2 separate regions of the Anas platyrhynchos genome follow, and region 2 is linked to region 1. Evidence: chromatin contacts called from public Hi-C data. All regions are on one chromosome and are shown on one strand. Each heading gives the region's core, a stretch centred on a gene start, on an enhancer-like site or on the middle of the called end of the contact. The rest is flanking DNA. Distances are from core to core; before and after follow the strand shown.

What was found. A called contact is a pair of places that touch in the nucleus more often than the background predicts.
Region 2: a Hi-C map of subcutaneous adipose tissue shows a contact between it and region 1, with 4 times the contacts expected there. The contact joins the enhancer-like site here to the promoter of LOC140001606 in region 1. A contact is called at or near these places in 4 of 8 Hi-C or Micro-C datasets (F1 follicle, skeletal muscle and subcutaneous adipose tissue).

Annotation. Positions count from the first base shown.
Region 1 is chr2:134,194,350-134,201,241 of IASCAAS_PekinDuck_T2T, forward strand. It overlaps LOC140001606 (endogenous retrovirus group K member 5 Gag polyprotein-like), which reads right to left and starts at 2,829. Exons shown (of 2, transcript XM_072033629.1): 1 at 1,848-2,829; 2 at 1-1,386. The coding sequence starts at 1,384.
Region 2 is chr2:134,302,880-134,309,771 of IASCAAS_PekinDuck_T2T, forward strand. No RefSeq gene overlaps it. Among named protein-coding and RNA genes, the nearest start is that of COL1A2, 65 kb to the left of the region's middle. Within about 2 kb of position 2,927, at least 5 of the 8 cell types and tissues checked have an H3K27ac peak or open chromatin away from gene starts, as enhancers often do. A contact at or near this core is called in subcutaneous adipose tissue, where this site is marked.

The DNA.
Region 1 (6,892 bases), core at 1,579-4,078:
CTGTTGTCGTCGCGCGGCCGATCACGCTCCTCTTGGAGTTTCCCTTGGACCTGCACATTACTGTAGCATGTGTGTTAGATTGGCAATTATCACACCAGACGGTAGCCATGCAGTGCCTTTTTGTATGGCCAGGCCTCCCGCATCGATAACATCGCAGCTGATTCTGGGGGTTACGTCTTGGAGGGCTGCTGTTGGTTTGTGTCACTATAGCACTTGAGGGATCACCAATGGGTGTTGCAACAGCCTGTGCCATCACAGCTGCTTGCTTGGACTGACTGACTCGTTCGACTCTCTCCAACATTTCTTCTACAGTTGCGGTTCTCGGTAGCGTGGCTAGGATATTTTGGGTTTTTGCGTTCGCGTTGTCGAAAGCAAGCATTTTAAACATGATCTTTCTTGACTCCGATGTTAAGTCCGGATGATCTATGATTGCTGCCCACAACCGATCGATAAATTTTGCATAAGGTTCGCCTTGGGCCTGTTGAACTGATGCAAAGGGAGGTGATTTCTTTTCTTCTGGAAGGGCAAGAAGAGCCTGTAGTGCGAGCTGTGCAGCTGTTTGGTGAAAAATCGCAGGGAACTGCAGCTGAACTTGGGGATTGAAGTATGGACCTGTCCCCGTTAACATTTCAGCAGTAATGCCGTACAGAGGGTCCCCTGGTTGACGCAGTCGACTCACTTCTGCCTGTGCCAACCGTAGCCATTCCCTTTCAAAGAGCAACAGTTGGGAAGGAGTTAACAACAAACGTGCCAAGTTTTGACAGTCAAGTGGACACATTAAGTCTGACTGGAAAATCCATTGAACTATCTGTTGTGCCGCCTGGGACTGTAAGCCGTAGTCCATAACTATTTTTCTAGCTTGTCGTAAAATCTTCCAATCATGCGGTTGCCACGACCCGGTGCCTTGCACAGGGACCATAACATCTGGGCATGCCAAAGATGCAGCACGCCACTCTCCCTCTATAATGGCATCACGTATGACTCCAGACCACCTATTTGGTATCGGTGCTGGTGGAGTTGGGGCGGTGGATAATGAGGGAGAAGCATCTTGGGTGGATTTATTGGTTCCTGGCAGCGGCATGGATGCTGGGGGCACCGTGTCAAGATTTTCTGGAGTGGGAGGTGAAGAGGGCAATTCGCAGGCCACATCTGCACCGTGCTCGGATAGTCCCTTAATTATGGCTGCCGCTGATTCCTTTATTGAAGAGGTCATACCCCGAACCGGCATGGGTGCAGGAACCGATGGAAACAATAGTGACAGGCATGGTCCTGAGTTGTCAGATTTTGTAGTTGACGTTTTGTCGGCCCCGGATGGTAGTGACAAAGCTTGCGTCGTCGCCGTTACCACCTGGCATTCGGCCTTCAGACCGCACAGCGCATCCATCACTGCTCGCCAGGTCATACATAGATCTTTATTGAACTTTCCACTCGTGGTGGTTGTGTGCCATAACCGATCTCCTACCAGCTTCCACTCATCTGGGCTAAAGCTTAGAGGGCTTTCCTTTAGAAAACCCTCCTTCTGGGCCCATTGCACCAGGGATTTGATCTTTTTCGCGCTGCAAGATACGCCTCTCGCAGCCAGAATGCCAGAGAGGAGCTGCACAGCCGCCTCCGCCTCCATGGTCGCGTCAGACCGGCTGCGGGGTCGCGACCCCCGCCCTGCTGCTGGGACAGCTCGCCACACGGTGGCGGCCGCCTCACGCTGTCCCCTGCCGCCTCTGGTGTCCCGCAGCAACTCGATCCGGGATGCCCCGCGTCCCACCGCCACTCCTTTCTCCCCGCCTGTGACCGCGATTTTACCCCCCGGGTCCCGCCCGCGACTTCTCTGTTCCCGCAATTTGTCTCACCACAATTCCTTTGTCCGGGTCGGTGCTTGGAGTTTCTCAGTGTCCCTCAGGCTTTTTGTCAGGGCTCTCCGTGGCTCTCAGGGCTGTCCGTGTCTCTGAAGCGTCTCTCAGGGCTCTCCGTGCCTCTGAAGTCTCTCCGTGTGTCTCAGGTCTCTCAGCGTCTGTCGGGTCTCTCAGCGTCTCTCAGGTCTCAGCTTCTCTCAGCGTCTCTCAGGGCTCTCCGTGTCTCCGAAGTCTCTCTGTTTCTCTCAGCATCGGTCAGATCTCTCAGCGTCTCTCAGGTCTCTCAGCCTGTTCGGGTCTCAGCCTGTTCGGGTGCCATATGTTGCAGGAAGAATGGCCGAGAGCACGACAGACACTAGTATGGTCAGATCATGCTCCATTTTATTGCCCGAATAGCCTAACTTTTATAGAGAACTTAACAGGGGCGGACAGTGTCTAACACAAGATTATTGGTCAAAAGCACTCAAACAACTACAAGAAAACAACCCCACCTGCAAGAAAGCAACCCCCTTGTGATTAGCAGTCACGTAGACCTTGTCCTTGAAGCCAGCTGCTGGTAACAATATTTTTCTAAATTCCTCAATTGGGTGATGTGGGAACACTGTCATGGGAACTTCTCATAGTTGCCCTGGTAGCTTGGTTTGCTCAGCTGCAGCAAGCTGTGGGATCTTTGCTGTTTCAAAAATCCCTCAACAGAACAAGAAGGCAAAGATTTTCTTTTAGAAAAGAAGACAAGAAGCACAGTAAATGTTACTGCTTGCAGTAATGCCTGAGACACCAGGGTAGCCAAGGAAAATAAATACTGTGGTCCCTGAAAATGGACAGAGGCAAACTTCAATGTTATAAAAGAGGTTTGGTTAAAGAAAATCAAGGACAATCTAAGTATTAATGATAAATGAAGCAACATCTACTGCCTTTGAGAATTTGGAAAAAAGTTCAGACCCCAGAGCTGGCCAAGAGGTTTCACTCATGTATAACTGCCACCACTTTTGTGCAGTTCAGTGTTTCAGAACGTTGCCTAAACAGAAACCAGAATATGACCTATACCTATGGTGCTTGACAAATACTTGACCAGGTTATTAAATATTGCTGGAGAGAGGCAGCACAGCATTCCTTTGGCTGGCCGTGGAGAACATCTCAGGTCCACAGAGCAACTTTTAAGCTGTCCTCATGCAACAGTCTGCCCTCCGTGCTTGTTATCTGGCAGTATTTCAGGCAGCGGAGCTGGGTGACTGTCAAACTGTTATGTATTTCATGAATGAGCTATGGAATTTATAATTTATAAGCAAACGTACAGATGAGAAGGTCTGACTACTTTATGGGACAAAAGCTGAAATGGAAAACTCCAAGCTTTGCTGTAGATTAAAAATTATAATTGACTGTTATGAACACCAATGAAAAAATACACTTCTTGGAAATTATTCTGTATCTTGTCAGGTCTGCTTTTTCTGAAAAATTAATGTGTAGTCACTTGATATTGTGATTTTCTCCCATTTAGAAATGGAAGAAATCAGTTTTAAAAAGCTATATCTAGAAACGCATTTCCCCTGAACATGATGTAACTCTGGATCTCTAGAGTTATGGCTACTTTCCCCTGTTTCTTTAAATGAGTGAAATTTGATGGAACTGGACGTGTTTGCCTGAGGTTGGGTAAGAATATATACACAACATCAACTGATTTTGGTAGTGAAAGATCAGGCCTTTGGAGCAGGGCTCTTTTCCCACTACTAATAGTGAGAACCTGCCAGCCAGTCTTATTTCTCCACTAAGAATGATATTATTTCTTTTGCAATTTAATTTCTCATTAGACTTTGCAGTGTGCTTTTGAGTAGCTTTTGCATTTAAACATGAAATGACCGAGATATAAGAAATAATCTACTACAAGGAAATATTGTATTGTGAAGGTAGTTTCAGCAGCTTGAAATAGTCCATAGTTTAGTCTATAGTTTACTAGGACTTACTTCTTGATCTTGGAGTCAGTGTTTTTAGGAAGGTAATTTTATTTTAGGATGATTTTTTTAAAAATATTAGGATTATAATTCTAACACTGGAAAACATATCTCTATATTAACCTTGGGCTCATTAAAACTCTAGTTTTCTCAAGTGTCAGCAATGGACTAGAATATTTCCATGAGTCATTATTTAAAGATGGAATTACCTTGAAATAATGTAATTTAAGCAAAATACCACAGAGTAGCCCTTAGGGTTCACACTATTCCGCCATATCTGTTTGTCTATATGGTGCTTTGTTGGGTTGCTGTGAGCTCCCACAAGTCTAAGAGGTTTTGTGACATTAAAATGGAAGCATACACTCTAAATATCAGCACAGGCTCCTATGCACCCCAGGCTTAGCAAAGATTTATTTCATTTAGGAGTTAACAGGCAGCCGAGTAGTTATGCCATTCCCGTAAGATGTGTGTGAAAGCCTAGTGAGTTGGACTCCATCAGGCAGCTGTAATTGTCTGCTTCCAGCTTTGAATGTCCTGGGCAGGACACACTTTAAAAATTGCTCTAATGAGAGGCAGATGGATCTAATTCTTTCTTTCAATGTCCTTGTTTATGCTTTAAAACCACTTGTATTGAGATGCTTCACTAACAGAATCTTCCTTTCCCTAAGGCCTAGGAACAGAACAAATTCTTACGCGTTGAATCCACTCTTTCCCATTTCCATTTTATAATTGTCAGACCTTTCTCACAGAGAAAACTGATAAGGCTCTCTCTCCTCTGCCCATCTGTGTATTTTCATGCTATGTGCAAGAATTTAATCTTTCTGAGATGTCTTCCTTTCTCTAACGTTGGAAGAGAACGCTCGCTGAGGCGATCGGCTCCGGGGCAGACACGTTCTGCAGTGGAGCGGGGCATCGGACAGGCAGGGCTAATTTTTCCCTCACGGAGCCCACTTGAGGGAGCCACCAGGGAGGTGAACAAGGCGAGAAGGAGGTGTAGGCAGATCCAGCAGTGCCCCCTCCCCAGCCGTTCAAAAGCTGCCCCTAGGGAGTGTGGTGACCAGGACGGGCAAACAGGGCATGGCGCGTGAGAAGGGAGTGGTGTGAGCAGGTGGATGACCTGTTCCGCCTCGTGGCAGAACTCAAGGAGGAGGTTGAGAGGTTGAGGGATATCAGGGAGTGTTTTCAAAGCAGAAGGCAAAAAGTTTAGAATACTGTCAGCTTGAAGGCAGACATTTAGCTGGTGGAGAGGTGTACCCATAGCTAAGAAAAAATGCTGGCCTTGACCTAGGTGCAAAAGAGCAGCTAATAAAACCGGCGGAGGTCTTTGGTCTGGTCTGTTGCCTTTGACAGTGTGCTTCCACTCTACAAGCAAGGCACAAGATTTAAAAACACCTCCTGTTTTTCACAAGTTTGCTTTATGTCCTCAAAGTTGCAGAGGAGTGCAAAACAGCTTCAAAATGGAGAGGAAAACTCCCCTCTCTCCAACTGATTTTCTCCTTTGAAAACACAAGGTACACTCAAAGACCAGGGCCCTGACCATGGGAGTTGGGTAAGCACCTAGCAACTTGCCAGGAAGATGGAAAAGAAGAAAGAGCTGCCTATGAGGTTTCATCTTGGATTTTGTTCCTTTCCCTTCCCCGTGTCCTTATGAACCTCATAGATGTATTGGGGGTCTGGACAAACAGAAGGAGCCCAGTTCTGCAATTCCTCTGTAAGTCCTCTTAAATTCTCTTTGCTCTTACCTGTTCCAGATCATTACTGAACAGACTTCATGCCTGAAATGGCAGAGTCTGCTTAAACAGCAGTATCATTGCACAGAGATGGGTGCAGGAAACCGACAGGTAAGTTACAGAAAATATCTTCACAAGCATTTAATTCATCAGGAAACTATCAATTGGATGAATTTGCTTCTCCTATTTTGGATTCATAGAAATCAGCAACTAAAAGACAAAATTATTCTCATCTGGATTCCTTTCTACCCTGAGTGAGACTGCACTTTGCTGCTGGGAGCTTTCCTGGTGTGGATGGACATATTTCTGATAACGCAGTTGATTTTCAGAAAGAGTTGTGGCACTGATATTTTGCAGAAATAGCCCTTGGGATGTTCTTGGTGACGCAGGGCTCAGGAGATTTCAAGAGTAACCACGGCAGTGAAAGATCCCTCACTGAATTCAAGTACCAACAAGAATGCCCTTTAGAGGTCGGTGATTACCGTCTAAGCCAATAGGTGGTGCACTGCCCTTGTGGAAATGGTGAAGGATCACTTGCTGGTGTTTACTAAGGGTCTTAAAATTGGCATTTAGGAAAACGTGTTTCATTTCACACAAAAAAACGATTTCTGTAGTAAGAGAAAACAAAATATATATGTGTTTCTAAATGGTGTTGACAATGAAATAATTATTATATTAAATTCTATGTATTTCAATTGCTTGTTTTCAAAAGGGCATTCATCTGTCGCATTTATTTGGAAGCTTTTCTTTGGGTTAATGAGAGCCATTGCCTCCTGCTCAGGATATACTTCAACCTGGAACCATGTTTAGGGAATTTTGCTCATGCAATACCTGCATTCAACCACCTATTTTCCAGGAAAGGACTGATTTATTCAAGCCTAGGAATGCAGAAATACAGCCATTTCTGTGGAAGGTCTTTGCTTATGCGCTGTAGATTGCATTTGGATTGCACCTGAGATTTATATGGGAGCAATGCAGAAAATTAATGCTTTTTTAATGAGCTGATAATGAAGCTTGTGTAAAGGGAGATGAATTATAGATTACTTCTGATAGTATGTCTGAGAATTGCTTTATTTGAACTTGCTGTCATCTCATTGCTTGAAATCCATCTGTGTGATTCTGGTACTGTAAAACACGGGATCAGGTGGCTGTTAGAAAAACAGCTTTGAGGAGACCCTGCCTCAAACTACTAAGCACTGTAGCAAAGCTAACCACGCCAAAAGTGGCAATGTGGTGGAAACAGAGATCTGTTAACAGGACTGCTATTTTGTCTCTTACTTGTGTTAAAGGAAATTTGACTATTCATAATCTTCAGCACAGTATTCATATTTTAAACCGCTTAACACAGATCTTTAAGGTAATT
Region 2 (6,892 bases), core at 1,677-4,176, 110 kb after region 1:
GATAAAGACTTGGTGTGAGCAAGTGAATATCTACAAACTATAGGAAATACTAATGTTTGTGTGAATTTGTCTGTCTCCCATGTTCTTTCTGAAATGCCCTGCACCACCTGATCTTCAGCTGTAGTTTATCATCCTGCCCCACACCAGAAATTCCTGTACTGAATCAGAGGCATGCAGTTTATAAGTGTCCTCTCCACAACCTTCCCAGCCTCTTGCCAACAGGCAGTGGGGACAACCTACAGTGCAACCAAACCATCTCCATGCACGTCTTCTAGCTGCTCTTTGGGTAATTGTGGGAGGTGATTAATACCAGGGTGATCAGGACAAGGGTAAAGCAGATGTGAGAAAGCATCAGGGATCCGGAGGGTCACGAATCACCCTTATAAGAATATGATGATGGAGACATGATTCAGGGAAGGAAGGTACAGAAAGACAGCTTGTTAGCAAAAGAGAAGAGTGAGCTGATGGAAGGTATGAGAAGTGAGCAGAGAAGACAAGTCTTCTGCTGCAGAGGGGCTGAGGTAGTGTGAGAGAAAACAATATGGGGAAAATGACACGGGACAGAGGGAGTAACAGGCTACAGTCACAGGACTGCAACAAGAAATAATATCATATACAATTTGAGCAAAACTGCAGTCTGAGGAAGATCTCCCAGATATGGGTTATTCGTTGTCACTGTGCATTTTGTGAAGACATCACACAAGGAAGGCAGGACACAGCCTATATTCTCCAGTTTTCTGGCATGCAAAGGCATAATTCAAACCAAAGCGATCTCTCCTTCCCACAGGACCTTCCTTTGTTCTGATCGTGTTTGTTAGGAAATCTCAGGTACCCATCCTGTTGCAGGCACCTTTCGGTGAGGTGTATGGCATAGGCATCCCAGTTGGGATCACTGTCCTGACTGCCAGTGAGGGATGTTGTGGAGAAACAGTGCAGCTCTTTCCAGGTGATGCTCTCCTCTGTCCCTGGCACTTCCCAAAATTATCCACGTTGGCCACCGCTAGCATCCAAGGAAATCCAAGATTTTGGAGCCAGCTCTCATGGCGGGTGCCCAGTCCTCCTCCCTTCCAGACAGAGGAAGACCAGCGTGTCCATGGAGTGGGGAGCTGGCCCAGTTGCAGGCAGGGAGGCAGGACAGAAGGGGAGGGACAGGCTGCAGGAGAGGCTGACTGCACCATTCACCCAGCTCTGAGGTCTTGGTGCTCACAGCTCATGGGAAGAAAAGTGTTTCGCTTCACTCCCTGACTCCCCTCACTCACACACAAGATAAGGGTGGACTTGCATTTATAGCAAATTTTCTTTTACTGATAAGATCAGATGCATATTTGTATAATTTACAGCTTCTTTTACAGCTTCTTTTACTTTCCAAGCAGCAAGGCAGCAGACTTTTCCACTGCTTTCCAGGCTCCTCCTGCTTGACATTTTTCCTTTAATTTTCGTGGTGACCCATTTAGCTTTGATGGGACCCACTTTGGCGTATCCACAAAACTTCAGCAAGGGTTGAATTAGGATACCTAGTCCTCATTAACCATTTAAAGTCATTGGAAGTGGCTGCAAACTTACAATGCATCAGATTTAGAGCATGGCTTTCAAAGCAGAAGGTATCTAATTATTATAAGGACTATCACTTTAAAAAATAGCAATCTTTTCTAACTTCTCACATAGTGAAAAAGTGGTGATATCAGCAAAAAATGTTCTAAATCTTGAGCGGACCTCCACAAATTAATCTGTCTTGAAAATATGTCCCAAAGACTATTTGCATAATAAATTAGGTTTAATTGATTGTTTCATGAATACCATACTTTTAATTAAAAAAAAAAAAAAAAAAGAAAGATGAGAGGCAGCGACTTTCTTTTATAAATGTTAGGTTTGTGGGTTTGTGCAGCACAACCTCAAACTTATTTAGGGTGGAAAAAAAAAAAGCATACCATTATTTTCAAAACCTCTCTGCTTTATTTTTAACTCTCTTTTTCATCTAGTCTTTTTCAGTATAGCAACCGCTCTGTATTACAGGGTGTATCCAAACTCAGAGAAAAACTTCTGGCCAATTGTTTTTGAGGAACTTTCCAAAGGACTGCGTTGCTCTGTCTGGGAGACTGAGAGTGCCACGTCGCTCCCTCATTTTAAAGGCTGAGAAAGCCATCATGGTTACTTTTGCAGTTCTTGATGTGGTTCTGGGTGGTAACTTCAGATCGCCAACATTGTTTTTTTCCCCCTGGCTGCAAGGACATACCATAATTGTACTTGGCCGCGTCAGCTCTGACTGCTCTGAAGTGCAAAACTGGATCACAGGGACCATCTAGTGTCCTCAGCCTGCATGCTCCACAGCAGCAACGCCTTTCGGCAGACTGAGAAAGTCAGACAATGCTCTCCAGCCTGCTGGGTTAAGTGTCTCTACTTCTCTACTTCTGTTTCTTTTTTTTTTTTCTTTTTTATTTTTTTTTTCTTTGGGGTTTAAAAAACGTTCCGGAGGAATAAATCAAATATTGTTGAACACTCTTTGGGTCAGCTGAAACAGTTTTCAACAATTACAACTGATAAAATGAAACAGGTATTTTTGAGTGGTCTTTTTCAACGTCCTGCTGTGAAGAAAATGAAAGATATGCTTTTCAGCATATTCACAAAGATTTGCATATTCACTGCTTTTCACCTAATATTTTTTAAAGCAAGTCAGAAACAATGCAGAGTGTGTCAAGAATAAAAGAATTAGAGTGCAAAAGGTCTGAAGTTTCCATTGCTGATTAATGTAATCCTCATGCCCCTCAGAGACCATCCGGTGGCCACCGTGCCCATGCTCCTCTCCACACCCGGGTGGGAGAGCACTCAAGGAACGGAAAATGAGGGTGGGAAATGAGCTGTGAGGCAGGGTTGAGGAAGTCAAGGCTTGCTTGCCACATAGCTCATCCCCACCCACACATCTGTAATGGGAATGCTTGGCGGGGGGACAGGCTTACGCTGCTGCCCTTCCCCTCCACCACAGGGCACCGCCTTTCTCCTCCTGCTCTCTTCTTTGAGGTCAGAAATCTGGCCCCTCAGAGAGTCAGACTTCTGCAGAGAGAAGCAGGTTTGGGGAGAATAGGTTTTCTAGGAATACAGTCAGCTTTTATGGTTTGATCCCAGGCAGAAGGGCAGCAGGCTCCCTTGCCGTGTTTGGACACTCCCGATTGCATCCACATTTTAAAACCTCAGCGGGACAAAAGGTTTCAGTGCTAACTGTGCTAACTTGTCAGAATCCCTGAGCTATTTCATCTCACCTTGAAAGAAAAATAAAAGAGGCAGAGGGCCTCTTTCCTTAAGGAAAACTGCGACTTGACTGTATCTTAGTTTGCAGATAAGAAATTCCTCAAAAGAACATCTAGAGGCAATAGAGGCAGGGAGGGAGGGGAAAAGGAAGACACTCCTTTCAGATCATACTCCCTGCAAGTATGATTGATGGGAATTCTGCTGCACAGCATTTCATCTGGATGTTTTTTTTTTTTTTTTTTCTTTTTTTTTTTTTCTCTGAAATAAGAAGCTTTAGCATGATCACAGCAGTTTATGAAATACTTTAGATTTCACCAAATGGTTCAGCCTGGTAAAAAAAAATAAAGGAAGAAAAAGCTGACTAAATATCTTTAAAAGTAGAAAGAAAATCATTTATTAAATCCAAGTGAAATGCATTTCAAACTTTGCATCATAATTTCCTCATTTTAAAGGGATTTAAAAAAATGTCCAAAACATAAATAAAAAAATTTGTTTCATATCAGTCTAAACATTTGTCTAAATCACGAGGAGTTATATGCAGTACTTTTCACCTGCACTTGCACACCAGATTGCAAGACCTCTTCATGTGTTGATTCATTGCTAGAATGAATGTCTGGACATGTCCAACTGACCCACAGATGATGGGAATGACTAAGGCTGGAAGAAATCTGTGATTTACTTCGAAAGTGTCTCTTATCCATGGACCAGGACAGCAAGGCATAACTTTGATCCTGTAGAGGATGGAACAAACATTGCAAGGAACAGTTTTAAGCAATATTTATCCAAAGGGTTAAAATCTGGCAGCAATATTCAGAACCACTTCTTTTCTTTAGCTTTGTGAAATTGAACTTTTCTGAACCCTCACCGTGCCAGGACATGCTCCTGAACTGGAAAACTTGCTCTGATTAATTAAAATCAAGAGACAGCTTTCATTCCAAGATAAAATGCTTGTTTTACATAATCAGCTTTCTAACAGGATACTATACTGTAGTAAACTTAAAAATAGACATGATATGATATAGTCTTACTGTAGATACTACCAATGTCTCCACCATATGTATTTAACAAGCAATAAATTATGTTCTTTAATTGTAGTGCAAAAATGGGTGCAAAAGTGTCACCTTGTTAGTGACATGTGGGCTGAGGGAAAAACTTGAGAGTTCTTTTAGTTAAGGGGTGGGAAAATTTGCATTTTTTTTCAAGGTACGCTATAGGAAAAAAAAAAAAAGAAAAGTAGGGAAAAATAAAAGCACTCTAGTAAAATATTTTGCCTTGGAATAAGCACTGAATTTATTCAGAGAGTAATATTCAATACATCAGAATTATTTATCTGATGAAGTATTTTCAACAAAGTGGCTTTCTTCTTAATATTACTTTATTTTCTGACATGGTTTCAAGTTTTGCTGTTGTTGACAATGATAGGTCAAGTGCTGTTGGTCTTAGTCTGCTGTGCCTCAGCCACATTATATAATATATATAATATATATGAGTGTGTTCTGTTCATTTAACATTATGCCCTGCCCATCCACTTCCAGCACTAGAATACCTCTGGCCCTATGTTGTCCATCAGGTAAGAAACAAACTAGTCCTTGATACATCCAGGGTTAGCTAGAATACATTGACCAGCCCTTCTGGTGTAACTGCCTCTATGAGGGCATTAATGCTGGCCTCCCTTCTCTCTCCAGATTCTTTCCTGGTGTTTTGAGGAACCATCTGTCTGAGATGTCTGCTGCTCTGTCAGATCTGGCTAAGGTTAGTTATCAGTTATAACTTATTGGTGGTGGAGGGAGAGGTACAATCTAAAAAGAAAAGGAATTGCACAAGGTCATGGTTCAATGAAAATAGGGTTACTATATGATGTGGGTTATGGATGAGGGTAAGCACACTGCAGACATTGAGGTGCTCAGGGACCTTGTCTTGGTGTATATATCCCACAATCACTTTTGTCTGGTGTAAATCAGCGCTTTGCACAACAGGGAGATCTTTCTTCACCTTCTGCTCTCTGCCAGCACTAGCACACATGTGGCTTGTGTGAACTAGACCACATTGCTGAGCAAGCTGAAAACCAGCTAGTGGTCTGCTGGGTTGGCTGCCCAAGCCTCTCTAATTAGCCTGTTTATTGTAAAAGAGCCATTTGCCCTTTAGCTGCCTTGCTGTGCCAGATTAAATATCTCTGATTCTTTAGTAATGGCATGAGGAGCAGCTCTGGGCACTGGCTGACCTCATTCAGAGGCCTCATTTACATCAAAATATTTTAACACTCTTAGAAAAATCTCTGAAGCCTGGGTGCAAGAGGAGGCAGAAATGTGTGTGAAGAGTTGGGAAGCTCTGCTAGGAGGATGGTTACAGCTCCCTCTGCCTACGTATAGTTTTGCTGCAATCCTTTTCTCTTGGGCAGTGATGTGTCCCTGAAGGCAATTACCGCAGCCCCTGATGATGGTCACCATGGATGAGATGAGGGCCTTTGATTAACAGGATAATAAATACAGGGAAATCTGCCCTCCAGAACTGCTGGCCCTGTACTTTCCAAATCTGCAAACTCACAAAGGCCAGACTTGAAGCATCTGGACTAGCAGACACTTAGTAGAAGAGCTCTGAATCGGTGTCTATTTTTCCTCTGAATGTCATCAGTTTTTAATGAAACCGAAGTCCTAACTGCTGTGCTTTAAAATATACCTCTTTCCTGCTAGCATAGCTGCCATGTGGATGTATGTACTTTAAGCTGGCTTTTTAAAAATAAATGCAATGTTTTGTAGCTGTGACTGCTTGTGGCTTAATGTATCTTCAAAGGCAAAGAGTTTGTCTCTCCTCAAGGAGAAGAGACTGTCACACACATATAATGGCCTATATTAATGTTTGTTTTTCTGCTTTTTATCAGAAATGTGGTAGTTTTCTCCTTGCTTTTCATCATGTAAAATTATGATAATTGAGAATGCAGCACATGGTTTTCCTTTGTATGAGGAATATTAACAAAAATAAAGTTCAAAGCGTCAGTCTCACAGGTAATACACCAGTGAAAATGATAGGGAATTAAATAGGCAACCTCATTATGAGAGAAATCATAGGTATAATGCTATCTCCAGGCGTGAATAATATAGTACAAATCACTGGAGTTATTCCAGATTTTAACTCTTGTAATGAAGATCCAGATGTCATCCAGTATCCAGTTAGAAACATGTGGTTATGAAGATTTGGAGTAATGAAAAATATAGGTAACATTTTCATCATAAAAATATATAGCCTTCCTTTGTGACAAGTGAGAGTATTTGGCAAAACAAGAATATTGCTGCACTTTAGCTCTTGACTAATAAATCACTAGTTATGATTGCTTGTTTAATAAATAAATGAAAACTAATAAGTTAAATTATACAGCTTCAAATCTTGTTTAGTCTTTATATAAACTTTATATAATGAATGAAAAAGGTGTGGAAATGAGTAATGCAAAATACACTATTTCTGTGGCAACACCACACTATTCATATTTAGTATGTTAGGAAAAATGAAGTCATTAGTAAGGTAGCTAATTAATACATCATTTGCTGAAAATCAAGAAATCCTACATGGGATTGTGTGTGAGAGACCAAGTGCCTTGCACTTTTATGGTTTCTGTATGCTGTAGGAACTGTGAAGTTAACTTCTTTGGCTAAGG